Regions from separate parts of the Sus scrofa genome. Here all the other regions are linked to region 1. The links are chromatin contacts, called in public HiChIP or PLAC-seq maps. All regions are on one chromosome and are shown on one strand. The core of a region is the stretch at or near the end of the contact, and the rest is flanking DNA. Distances in the headings are between cores, read along the strand shown. Region 1 holds the start of DPF3 (zinc finger protein DPF3). Region 2 overlaps RGS6 (regulator of G-protein signaling 6). Region 3 overlaps RGS6 (regulator of G-protein signaling 6). Region 4 has its middle 290 kb from the start of DPF3.

Region 1 (2,891 bases), core at 130-2,629:
CCGCACCTCCCCCTCCCCTTGCCCGCGGCTTCCAGCCTAGCTGCGAAGTCATAATCCCAGGGGTGCAAGCCCCCACCCACGTCGCGCTGCGATCCGGAGGGAGTGCCCCTCTGCCAACATTACTGCCAAGAGCACCCCTTTTAGAGCGACGCTAGTTTTCCGAAGCCACCCCCGGCTCCGCGATCGCTAGCGGACTTGGCGGCTTAACAGTTCCACGGATTGGAAGGAAGGAAGGAAGCCAGGATAAAAAGGAGGGGGAAGGAAGGCGGGCAGGAATTGGCTGTCGGACCTGGGGACTGGCCCCCGCGTGTCCTCGCCCAGCCCGCCCCCCCTCCGTCCCGGATCTGGGCGTCCGTTCAAAGTCTCCCGGCTGTGGCCAGAGGCACCTGCCCCTAGCTCTGGCCGAGAGCAGACGCTACCCGCTCGGGCGGGGAGCCCCAGGCTGCCTCTCGCCAGCCTCGACTATTCACCCAGAGGAGGCAAGAACACCATTCATAAGACCTGCAGCTTCCCAGTCTCCAAATCAACCCCAAGTTAACCCGAGTCGTTAATTTATTACAGGCAGTTCCCCACAAACAACACCCGGAGACACACCGGCGACCGCCCGAAGCGCAGTCAAGCTCTGGGGGCTGCCCCGTCAGGAAAGCCCCGGGCAACCACCTGGGCCCCAGGGCTCCCGGGACCCGGTGCTCCCCCTGCGGTCCTCCCAACTCCGGAAGGTTTGCACAAACTCCCCGCAAGCGATCAGAAGGCGGAGAGCGCCCTGAAAACTCCGGAGCTGCAGCGGTCCGCTCACCCCCGCCGACCTAGCATCGGGGCGGGGGCTGCGGGCTCCAGAAGCACCGGGCTCAGCCAAGTGCACCCAGGCGGCCCCAGCCTGGCTCTCGCCCCCAGCTGAGCCGCCCCCCGCGCCGCGCTCACCGCCCGGAGAAGCTGGGCACTCTGGGGACCGTGCTGTCCCTGAGCTGCCCAGGATCCCCTCGCTGTAGAGCACTCGAGCGCCTGGCTCCCCTGCCAGTAACCCCTCTCCCTCAGTCCGCCAATTTAGAAGAACACAAATGTACCAATTTTCCTCTTCTTAATTGCCTCTCCTGACATTTCTGCGCGCCCGGGTTAAAAAAAAAAAAAAAATGAAGAAGTAAGAGCTGAAAGAAAAGAGAGAAGCCCCACCGCGGCTGTAGGCGCCTGCAAGCGCAGTGCATTGGCAGCGCTCGGCACGCAGAAGGCGCCTTTTTTTTCATATTGAAACCACGAGGAAAATGTACATTTTTTAGTCTTACTTACGCTTTCAGGGGGTTGTGAATGACAGTCGCCATTTTGCTACAATGTAACAGAATATTGTCTGTCTCAGAGTTCTAAAGGTTCGCTCAGGGGAAGCGGCGAGCCAATCAGAGCACGGGATACCGGCCCGCTGGCCAATCGGCGCGGCTGGTCGCCAGGTGGGCGGGGCCTGCACGGTGGTAGTTATTAGGGGAGCTGTCAAAGCCCAGAGGTCACTCCCTTTTGTAGAGCCCGAGAGCAAGCAGGTCTTAAAGGGGCAGTACCGCGCGTAGAGCTCCTTTTCGGATGAGGGAAAGTGGAGACGCACGAGAGTATTCTAGTTTGGTTTGAATCCTTACTTTCTAAACAACTGCAGAGAGTTGCGCTCCTGGACAGAAATATTTAAGTCCTGGACAGAAAATATTTAAGTATTGCAAGCAAACCGTTGAACCCTATTCATTAGCTTTTGGCTTTACTGTTACGTTTTTAATCCCCCAAAGGACAATTCCCCTCGTTCCAGTGCAAAAATTGGAAGGGTGCCGTTTCGTCTAATTACTACACGTGTCCTGCCGCTTACTAATGCTCTGGGTCCTGCGGCTTTTTAATATTCTCATTCCTGAAGTGTTGTCTTTATCTCGGCCACCTTCCTCTGATTTCTTGGAACTGGTGCCGCCGTTCCTGGCGACTCCAGGACAGCAACTCCCCTCCCCCTGGAATGTCTCAATGTCAGGCTCGTTCCCTCCAGCAGCCAGGCTTTCCTTACTTAATACGCGGTGGTCACTCAGGCAATTGCCCACTGCCACCTCCTCTGTCCTCGCACAAACCAGAAACTTCGGAAATTAAATGGTCAGAGAGCTGGAGAGCCAACTGGGGCCTGGCGCTCTGACCTTTAGGCTTAGGGGAGGGGTGGTTTAAGAGAACTTTTGCAAACGCTTTCTGCTCTTCGGAAAGAGTAACGAGACAAAGTTGTGGAACCTAGATGGGTGTTGCCAGAGTCCCTTTCGGGGAGTAGCATACGCGATTCCGGCGTCACCTTTCATTGATTAGATAAAAAGGTGAAAAGAATTTGCTAATGAATAATCAGATGTGACCTGAGGCGTTCAGAGAATGTGTCTGCTTCAAGTCCGTGCGAACTCCTCACTGGCGAAGCCCTGACAAAACTGAGAGACTTCTGTGAAGCCAGGCTTCCACTGAGGAGCCAGGCAGCTCAGGGTGGATGAAATCGCACTAAATCATGAATAGGGGCCTCGTTAGCATACAGAAATCTGGCTACTATCCAAAGTTGTTTAATGAGGTCAAATAGCTAAGATAGTGGGGGAGGGGTGAAAAGGGGGGAGAGGAGATGCCAAATTGCCAGTTCTTCAAAGCTGTGCCCTCTCACTTCCTTGCTCAGCACTCCATCCAAGCAATGAATAAAATAACAAGTTTTTAAGTTCCAGAACTTTCAGAGTGCAACTGCATATACTATCAGAGTCACAGATAAACAGGACTGAATCATGTGTTGGTAAGACTTGAAATTTTTAACCCCCATTTTTGCCTAGTTAATAGCAGAGTCAAGTTCTATAGATTGTTCTGTAACTTCTTTGCACCACATCCTGAAGTTTGAAAAAGTTATCCTCTTTTCTAAAATT
Region 2 (2,891 bases), core at 164-2,663, 370 kb before region 1:
GGTTGGCTTGGGAAGGATGCTGACCCAGAGAAGTTGCTTCTGGTCCAGGACTCAGCCCAGAGGTGACTCCCTGGGGCTGCAGAGAACTCACCCAGCTTCCCATTAGCCCTCCTCTACTCCTTTGAGAAACCAGCACCAACTCCTTTCTTTAGAGCTGGGTTCCTAAATTGTACCTGCCCATCAAACGCTGTCCTCTGGGACAAGAAAGGCTTGTAGGTCCTGTCACCCCCAGATGGCCAATTTCACCTTTATGCACCGGCCTCCTCTTTCATGTCACGGTGGACCTGGCAGGGGGTGGGGCTGGGGGGACAGTGAGACTTAAGGAACCTAGGGAGTGGGCGGTGGGGTGGGGGTAGAGGACGCCCCTCCCAGCTGCCTTTCAGGGGCTCTCCTGAACAACTGAGCAGTTAGCTCCCTTCACACGCTGCCACTCACCTCCCCTCTGGGCTTGGGTGACAAACCATCACTGTTTGCTTCACGCCAGGGAGCCAGAGGACCGGAGTGCCAAAGGCCTGTGGCAGAAAGACAGAGGGATGGCGTTAAAGGGCAGGTGATGGCAGATGGCCGCGGCAGCAGCCTGAGCATCTTCTTCTCAGGCCACCCAAGAAAGAGGTGACTTGAGGGCTCAGACTGGCCTGGGATGGACCCTGTGGCTGCCATGCTTCTCCCTCCACAGCTCCCACCCACGGGGCCTGAAAGCATTTCAGTTACACCTGGATGGGACGGGCTCAGACCCGTGTCATATAGCCCTCCATTGTACCATGAGGAAAGAGATGCCCAGAAAGATACAACAATTCCAAGGGAGCAGCATAGCCAGGATGTGAAGATTCCTCATCTTCTGGTTGAGTGAAGTCAGGACCAAGGAGGGAATCCTGAGGGTTTTCTTTAAGGACACCGTCAGAATTCCACATGGCAAATCAAGGGGAAAGTCGGAGCACATTTGCACGCACTCCCAGTCCTCTCCTTCTGGAAATGGAGCTGCGTTACCTAGGGTGGCCACTGGGTGGCACCTTCGGGCCATGCACGGGGCTCCAAAAACAGTTCTATGAACAGCAACAGAAAAACATGCCTAACCTTTAAAAAAAAAAAAAAAAAAAAAAAAAAGAGTACATCTTACTCTGGGTAGGATTCATGTTTAGCTTCTTTTGTCCCTGCCCTTTCTTTGAGTTAAGAGTGTGATTCCCGTGGCTGCGGGAACCACAGAGCCAGGGGCCTGTCCTGACATCTCATTGATGGGGACACTGGAGGGTTTTTTGTTTACAGGTCACAAAAAGTGCCATCCAGACCTGAGTCCTGCTGAAAGCCCTCTCCAGGGCTGCCTTGGGAACCTTGCCCATGACCTAGGGAGCTGTAGTCCAATTGGTGCTGGTTGCCGCTGCTGCTGCTCTCTGCAGAAAAGAGCTCACAGCTCATGCCCAGCTCTCTCCACACCATGCTGAGGCTCGGGGATTCGTGAGAGGCAGACGCTCATGAGAAGGGGGTGGTTTCTCTCCAGCGATCCCTGGAGAATCTTTTGGTAGAGAGGTTCCCCATGTATGTCCCTTCAGCTTTGTTCCAAATGAGTCCATCTGCAATCCCACAGACATTTATCGAGCACCTACTGTGTGCCAAGCATCATGCCTGATGCTGCTGTGGCAAACAGGCTCGGTTTCTCCATCTACAACCTGAATGACTGGGTTCTTCCAGCTCGAATATTCCTAATGGCTCCAAGACTCTATCTGCTTCCGTGATCTCTCCTTCTTTTTGATGCCTCTGATGGATCCCAACTAGACACTGCAGAGAGACTCATGTTGTCCGTGCAGTGGCATCTGTGTCAAGTGGTGGTTCTCAACTAGTGTTACCTCCCAGGGGACATTTGGTGATGTCCGGAAAGTTTTCTGGTTGTCAACACTCAGGGAGGGGATGCCACTGGCATCGATGGGTCAAAGCCAAGGTTGATGCTAAACATCTCTCAGTGCACAGGGCAGCCCCCACAACAACGAGTTTCCAGCCTGAAAAGGCAACAGTGCTAAGGCAGCAGACCCTGGATGTAAGGGGAGATAAATCTCTTTTTGGTAACCAAAAGCATAGTCATCTTCTAACACGCACTAGTGCGATAATGGAGCACCTTTGTATGCTCAGCAGTCCCTGCAGCCTTTGTGACCTGTGACGGGGCTGCGGGGAAGGCTGGGGGATGCAGCAGAACGAGTGCCCTGTGATGTCAGTTCTGGGAGCATGTCCAGCAGAGGGCTACTGACTGTCTTTGTGCTTCCATTCCAGGTTCTGGTTGGCGGTCCAAGATCTTAAGAAACAGCCCCTCCAGGATGTGGCCAGGAGAGTGGAGGAAATCTGGCAAGAGTTTCTGGCTCCAGGGGCCCCAAGTGCAATCAACCTGGATTCTCACAGCTACGAGATAACCAGTCAAAACGTCAAAGATGGAGGGAGATACACATTCGAAGATGCCCAGGTTTGCTTATCTAGTCAAATAGTTCTGTCCCCAGATGTTCACATGTTCACTTCACCACCCCACCCTTTAATCCGAGTCCAAGGCATTGTATGGAGTTAGGATTTCAGGTTTTATTATTTATAAAGCCACCAGTGGAAACCTTTCCACACAGATGCACAATGAAATTCCAGGGGGACTGTTTTCCTGAGTTATGTATTCCATAGAAAATTACTGTTATACATGTTATCTTTCCCAGGAAAATCTCGAAGTGTTTTGCAAAACCTAAAGTCCTGTAATAAATGATAGTAGAATCTGGAAACCAGAGCACCACATCAGCAAAGTGGGGATAGTAAGCTGGCAGGCTGGGGGGTCAAGCCCACACTCATAACTACCACCCCGCACTGCTTCCACAGTGACCCCCAACCCTGGGGGCTGATGAGGGAGTGTGTCTATATTCCATGCCTTG
Region 3 (2,891 bases), core at 173-2,672, 350 kb before region 1:
CTGGGAAGCTCCCCTTCACAGTGGCTGTGAAATATGAAAGTCACAGTAAGAAACATCTGTGGGTTGCTTGATCACCTTCCGTCTCCTCTTCAGACTCACTGGTGGGAGGTCCCAGGTGTTGCTGAGTGTCCGGAGGAGGCTCTTCTCTAACTAAAGACCGCTTCCTACTGCTCAGCACCGGCTGGCCTGCCGGCCTCCACCGTCTTCCTGCTTTTGCTGTCTACAGGGACAGTGAGGGTGGGAGGGTGGCAAAAGCCGAAAGGCTCTCCATCCCTCTGCCCTCTCTTAGGCATGCTCATTCCTTCAGGGTCTGTCACGAAGCAGGGAGGGCCTCCCAGGACCCGACCCTGACCTAGAGGACAGCAGATGCGTGGGACAAGGGCAAGAGGGAGCCAGGGGCCATTAAGAGCAGCAATTTGATTGTCCCTTTTAGGACGGTGGCCAAAGCCATCTGATGAGAACTCCAGCCTGGGAAGGGAAAGCTAGAAAAGGTCCTTTTGTGCACAGGTCCCCGGAGGAGCGGCAGCCCCTAGTGATGGTGGCATCAGCCTCCTAGGACATCGTTGCTGCCCTCCTGGGAGCCTCGCTCCCAAGATGGGATATGGGGTTGCTGATGCCCAAGCAAGCGCCGGAGGCCTCAGGGGAGAGCAGAGATGATGACCAGGCCTTCATCCCCTTCCTAAGAGGGCAGCACAGGTGGGCTTGGCCAAGGTGCTCCTTGGGATGGAAACAGCAAGGAGCGGGAGCCGAGGGAGCCTCGGCGTGTGCCAAGCGGCACCTCCACAACAAGCGTTTCGGTCCTGCCTGCCAAGGAATGCGGCAAGAAAGTCAGATGGAGGCCGGGACGCTCTGGGAGCCAGCTGTCACCCGCTCGGCCTCCCCCTTTCCTCCCGCCCCAACCAAAAGCCAAGGAAAAGCTAATGAGAGCTAGAACGCTGGCAGCTCACCTCCCCCACCTCCCAGGCAGCTCTGCAGGAAGGAGCCCCCCAGCCCCCTGCCCAGGTGCTGAGCCTCCTGGCAGGCGAGGCAGAGGGCAGGCAGCCAGGGTGCTCAGCCCACCAGGCACGGCATCTCCTTCCCAGAGGGAGCCTGTCGCCCCCTCCCCCTCAGCGCCTCGCGGGGCAGAGCCTGCACTCTGGCGGAATGAGTTCTCAAATACCTAGACTCAGCAGAGCCCCAGAGGGCTTTGACCTCAGTGGAAAAAAATCCTTTCGGGCCTCCGGCAAGGAACAATTGGCTAAAAATCTTTAGAGCTGCTTTTGATTGCAAACTGTGCTTGGGCCCCGGTGGGACAAGTGGGTCACAGATTGTAATGCCAGCCTCTCCCATCTCAGAGGTCCAGCAATGCTGGGACCCTGCCTAGAGAGGGAGGAGGATGGATTCTGTCGCAGAGCTTGGGAGGGAGAGCGTGAAAACTTGCCTCACTTGCCCAACAAGGACTTCCCCTGGGACTCTGAAATGCGACCTCAGCAGCTCCCGTACAGAGTGGCTCCAGCTTGCTGGCAGTGTGACCTCAGACCCCTCGCTAGCCCTCTCTGGGCCCTGGTTTTCTCCTGTGTTCACCGGCATGGACGAGAACATTTCCGTGGACCTTTTCAGCTGGGATGTGCTATGGGTCTGTGCTTCTCTCTAGCCTTAGATTTTTCGAGTTATGCTAATCATCCCTGAGCAGGAGAGGAGCTGCCTTTCTCCCCAGAAAGCGGCTGCCTACCTTTGAGGCTGGGAAGTAAACCCGGGATAGAATGGAATTGGGTGTGTATTTAAAATCCTTCGACGAGGATTTGCAGTTAAAGCACTGATGGAACTGAGTGTCATGTGGGGCGGAGCGGGGGGCGGGGTGCCGACCCACAGGCCCTGACACTTCCACCCTTTGGGGCTCACTCTGCAGTGTGACCCTCTGGAGGCCAGGGAGGGAGAGGTCATAGAGACCAAGTGAGCATCACACATCCTGTCCACCTCCCCAGTTCTGGTGTCCCCACCCCTCCGGGATGGATGCCCAGCCAGGGGAGATCAGGTGGGCAGAAGGATGGGCTCCAGTGTGGGTGCTACAGCATTACCCCATGTGTTGTGGGGCGTGGGAGAAAAGCGATGTGTGAGCATCTGAGGATCTCAGCACCACTCTGCTGCTCACCCGCTACCACACCTTCCGGTTCCCTGGAGAACACCGGGCCAGCTCACCTCTGTCCCCTCTTAGAGATGACAAAAAAGAGGTCACCAGAAAGCACGTTATCCCGGGTACATGCCACGGAGGGTCAAGCCTCCTCTGCTCTCTCTCCCTCTCTCTCCACCTTGGATCCAAGTGAAGTTTGAAAAAAAAAAAATTAATGTTATAGTTTGTAGCTGGAACATGAACATGGAAAAGTCTATTTTTTATAAACCAACTAGGATGTAAGACAGCCAAATCAGCTTGGTTGGCGGGATCCTGAGAAGACAGATAAAGTCCGTGGCAGGGGGTGGGGTGAGGGGCTTTCTGAAAACTCTGAGGAAGGGGAGATTTTTTATTCATCACAAAGAGTCAGAGGTTGTTGGCATTTTTGAAAAACTCAGCCCTAGACCCTGCCACTTCTCTTGGAAGGAGGAACCCCCACCTGTTGCCGCTGATGGTTCAACCTGTCAACCAAAACCAGCCCCAGATGCCCTTCCCGTGGAGTGCTCACTCCGAGAAAAAAAAAAATGCAGCCGTGACTCAGCCTCCTGACAGAGGGGACAGCTAGGCTGTGCAAAACGGCTCCTCCTCCCCTCACCAGCCCTCCCCTGCCGTCCCCAGACCCCGATGTGCCGAGCAGCCAAGTGAAAAACTCCTGTGAGGCAGAAAGGCACAGCTGTGTGTTTACAGCCACTGATTCAGATCCAAATCGCATCCCTGCCAGTCTCCCGCAAGGCAGGCTGGG
Region 4 (2,891 bases), core at 201-2,700, 290 kb before region 1:
AAGGAAAAGGAGCTTAGAATTCGTGTTTTTAGCCACAGAACTCCTTCCCCAACGAAAATGTAAGTGGATCACCAGTTCCAGCTGCCACAGCACTTGGGGGACAGGGGTCTCTCGGCCCATTTGAAACCCACTGGGCTGGTTGGTCTCTAAGGTCCCTTCCTGCTGCCATTGGGGGATTTCAAGGCCAGGAACAGCGGCCTGGCAAGTGTGGGGGGGCAAAGGGCAGTGGGACCAAGAGGGGTGAGGAGGGTTTAGTCTGACGCAAGACCCAAAACCAGCCAACCAGTCCCTGGGTTAACACCCACTCAGCCCTCAAGGTCATGCCTCCCGAACTGCCCTGGGAACGTCCTGGTGAAGGCCCTCAGCCTTGGGAAGACTTCGAAGCCTGTGAGGCAGCAAAGGGGCGCTTGTCCACCTCGAGGCCCTCAGGTGCCCTCTTCAGTTTCTCTCTCTCTCTCTCTCTCTCTCTCTCTCTCTCTCTCTCTCACACACACACACACACACACACACACACACACGCACACACTCTACTTGTCCCGGACTTCAACACCTCCCTTCTCCTCCCCCCTCTGCCCCACCCCCACTCGGCCAGACCAGCCCAGTCCATCCCTGGGAAAGAACAGAAACAATACCTGGAGAAGGGGATCAGGTATCCTGGGGGGCGGGGGGCCGGGGGGTCTGGCCCCTACACAACACACAGATGGTTAATCCCTGGGCAATTCTGGGCTTTTTTTCTTCCCCTCCCCCCATCCGTCTCTCCTCTGTTCCCACTCCTGGGCTCCCCGCGCCCAGCGCGCTGCGCTCCTGACAGACATACTTTTCAGAAGAAAAGGTAATTTGCCCTGGATGGCAGTTAACCAGTTGTGGGGCCCAGTGAGTCCCTCTCCAGTCTCAGTTCCCTCATCTGCGACACGAAGGGGCTGCATTGACGGGCGGTGTTCACGTTTGGGGTGTTCCAGATCCCTTGGAGAACCTGAGGCCACCAGGCGGACAGACACACACACGTACGCATAACACCCTTTCACAGACAAGTCGAAAGCCCATTCCGGGACTCGAGGAAGGTTACCCTAGGGGGCTGTCCAGGCTCAAGGTCGGAGTCTAGGACGCGGGGCCCAGCTCCGTCGCAGCTTGATCGCTAGCTGCCCCTCCCATGCCCTGGGCGGCAGATGCCAAGGATTCGCGGGGGGCGGGGCCCGACCCAGGGGCCACCCGCACTGGCCACTCCCACCCCTTAGCCCCTCCTCCCTCCCCGCCCCTGGCTGGGGCTCTGCTCCGGCGCTCCTGGCACATCCCCCACCCCGACCCCCACCCACCTCCTACCGTCCCCAGCCTGCGGCAGCTCCCCAGAAGAAAAAGGAAAAGGAAGGGAGGAAAGGAAAGGAAGAGGAGGAGTGGCCCCTCGTGGGCAGGGCCGAGAGCAAAGGAGCTGCCGCCTCCGGCCCCTCCTTCTCCACCGCAACCCTCCTTCCCCGCCCCCCGCCCACATACCCTGGGCATCTGGAGGTCTGTCCTCCTGCAATCATGGGCAGGCTGAACAACAGGGACCTGGTCAGAGAGCCAGGGGCCTCCCCTAACCCCTTCTCAAATCCAGCCAGCTCAGCGCAGGTCACACACACACACACACACACACACACACACACGCACACACCCACTCCCCTCGGGAACTTTAGCAGCTCTCTGTTGAGTTAACGTTCCCAACTCCGTTCCTCGCTGAAGGCTTTCTAGGTCAGACTCCAGCCACAGCCATTCCTGCCTTGGCTCCTAAAGCTCCTGTCCACACCCGCCAGCCTGCCCTGCCAGCCACATTTTCTGGTTTCCACACACGTGCCCGGAATAATCTCTCTCTCCCTCCTCCTCTCATCACCTCGTGTCCAAATTAGCTGAAATGCTGCCTCCTCCTTGGAGCCTTCCTGGATATCCAGTTGGAAATCCTCTTCCCCTGAACTCCCACAGCACATTCTCTGCCCGCTCTGTGGCCTTTGCCACATTCATTTTGTGAGTAAACTTGACCATGCGGGACCATGCAACTATTTAGTGGCACCTATAATGTGCCAGGTGTGGGACCAAGAGCTTTACCGGAGTTGTCTTATTTCATCTTCCTACAAACTCGAGAGAAAAGGTAGGTGTAATTACCTCCATTAAGAGACAGAGAGGTAAAGCCACATCTTGAACTCCCCAGCCACGTGTTTCTTTGGCCCTATTGTGTCACCTAAGTTTCTTTCTTTCTTTCTTTCTTTTTTTTGGTCTTTTTTTTTTAAGGGCTGCACCTGCAGCATATGGAAGTTCTCAGGCTAGGGGTCAAATCGGAGCTGCAGCTGCCACCCACAGGCACAGCCACACAGGATCCGAGCTACTTCTGTGACATACACCACAGCTCACGGCAACGCCAGATCCTTAACCCACTGAGCGAGGCTAGGGATCGAACCCACATCCTCATGGGTCCTAGTCAGGTTTGTAACTCCTGAGCCATGACGGGAATTCCCTGTCGCCTAAGTTTTTTAAGGGACAGGATCTTATTCACCTGTTTTCCTAGATGGAAACATGAAACAGTGAGGGAAAGGGCGGTGGAGGAGAGAGGAGGACGCTGTGTGCGAGGCACTGCACTCACGTGATGGTCTTCAGTCCTCACTGCCTCTCTGCAAAGTGGGCATCACTATGCCCAGTTCACTGAGGAGACAGCTGAGGCCCTGGGAGATAATGGGACATACCTGCTGGCAGTCACTGTCAATGGCAGCACTAGCCTTCTTTCCAAGCTTTCTCAGGCCCCGAAGCTCCCTCGGCCAGCAGTTGCAAGCTTCATAGTGTTCCCCGAAGCAGGAATAAGCTTTCCCGGTGCCTCCCTCCTGTCAACAAATGGGCCCGCAAGTGTAGAGTCCAGTGACTTTTGTCAT

The links. HiChIP or PLAC-seq counts read pairs in DNA pulled down with a chosen protein or histone mark.
Region 2: an H3K27ac HiChIP or PLAC-seq map of skeletal muscle shows a contact between it and region 1. The contact joins the enhancer-like site here to the promoter of DPF3 in region 1. A contact is called at or near these places in 3 of 5 promoter capture datasets (fetal liver, fetal skeletal muscle and liver), 30 of 47 Hi-C or Micro-C datasets (adipose tissue, alveolar macrophages, blood and 16 more) and 2 of 2 datasets of contacts at active chromatin or transcription factors (alveolar macrophages and skeletal muscle).
Region 3: an H3K27ac HiChIP or PLAC-seq map of skeletal muscle shows a contact between it and region 1. The contact joins the enhancer-like site here to the promoter of DPF3 in region 1. A contact is called at or near these places in 1 of 47 Hi-C or Micro-C datasets (embryonic fibroblasts) and 1 of 2 datasets of contacts at active chromatin or transcription factors (skeletal muscle).
Region 4: a contact with region 1 is called in an H3K27ac HiChIP or PLAC-seq map of skeletal muscle. The contact joins the enhancer-like site here to the promoter of DPF3 in region 1. A contact is called at or near these places in 2 of 5 promoter capture datasets (fetal skeletal muscle and liver), 3 of 47 Hi-C or Micro-C datasets (alveolar macrophages, embryonic fibroblasts and skeletal muscle) and 2 of 2 datasets of contacts at active chromatin or transcription factors (alveolar macrophages and skeletal muscle).

What each region holds. Positions count from the first base shown.
Region 1 is chr7:96,252,975-96,255,865 of Sscrofa11.1, forward strand. It overlaps DPF3 (zinc finger protein DPF3), which reads right to left and starts at 1,380. Exons shown (of 11, transcript XM_021099467.1): 1 at 1,285-1,380. The coding sequence starts at 1,316. LOC110261630 (a long non-coding RNA gene) reads left to right here. Exons shown (of 2, transcript XR_002346007.1): 2 at 562-1,131.
Region 2 is chr7:95,883,373-95,886,263 of Sscrofa11.1, forward strand. RGS6 (regulator of G-protein signaling 6) reads left to right here. Exons shown (of 19, transcript XM_021099946.1): 15 at 2,260-2,446. Among named protein-coding and RNA genes, the nearest start is that of DPF3, 370 kb to the right of the region's middle. Within about 2 kb of position 1,414, at least 4 of the 83 cell types and tissues checked have an H3K27ac peak or open chromatin away from gene starts, as enhancers often do. A contact at or near this core is called in adipose tissue and skeletal muscle, where this site is marked.
Region 3 is chr7:95,907,904-95,910,794 of Sscrofa11.1, forward strand. All of the region lies in intron 17 of RGS6 (regulator of G-protein signaling 6), which reads left to right. Among named protein-coding and RNA genes, the nearest start is that of DPF3, 350 kb to the right of the region's middle. Within about 2 kb of position 1,423, at least 18 of the 83 cell types and tissues checked have an H3K27ac peak or open chromatin away from gene starts, as enhancers often do. A contact at or near this core is called in skeletal muscle, where this site is marked.
Region 4 is chr7:95,965,656-95,968,546 of Sscrofa11.1, forward strand. No RefSeq gene overlaps it. Among named protein-coding and RNA genes, the nearest start is that of DPF3, 290 kb to the right of the region's middle. Within about 2 kb of position 1,451, at least 7 of the 83 cell types and tissues checked have an H3K27ac peak or open chromatin away from gene starts, as enhancers often do. A contact at or near this core is called in alveolar macrophages, embryonic fibroblasts and skeletal muscle, where this site is marked.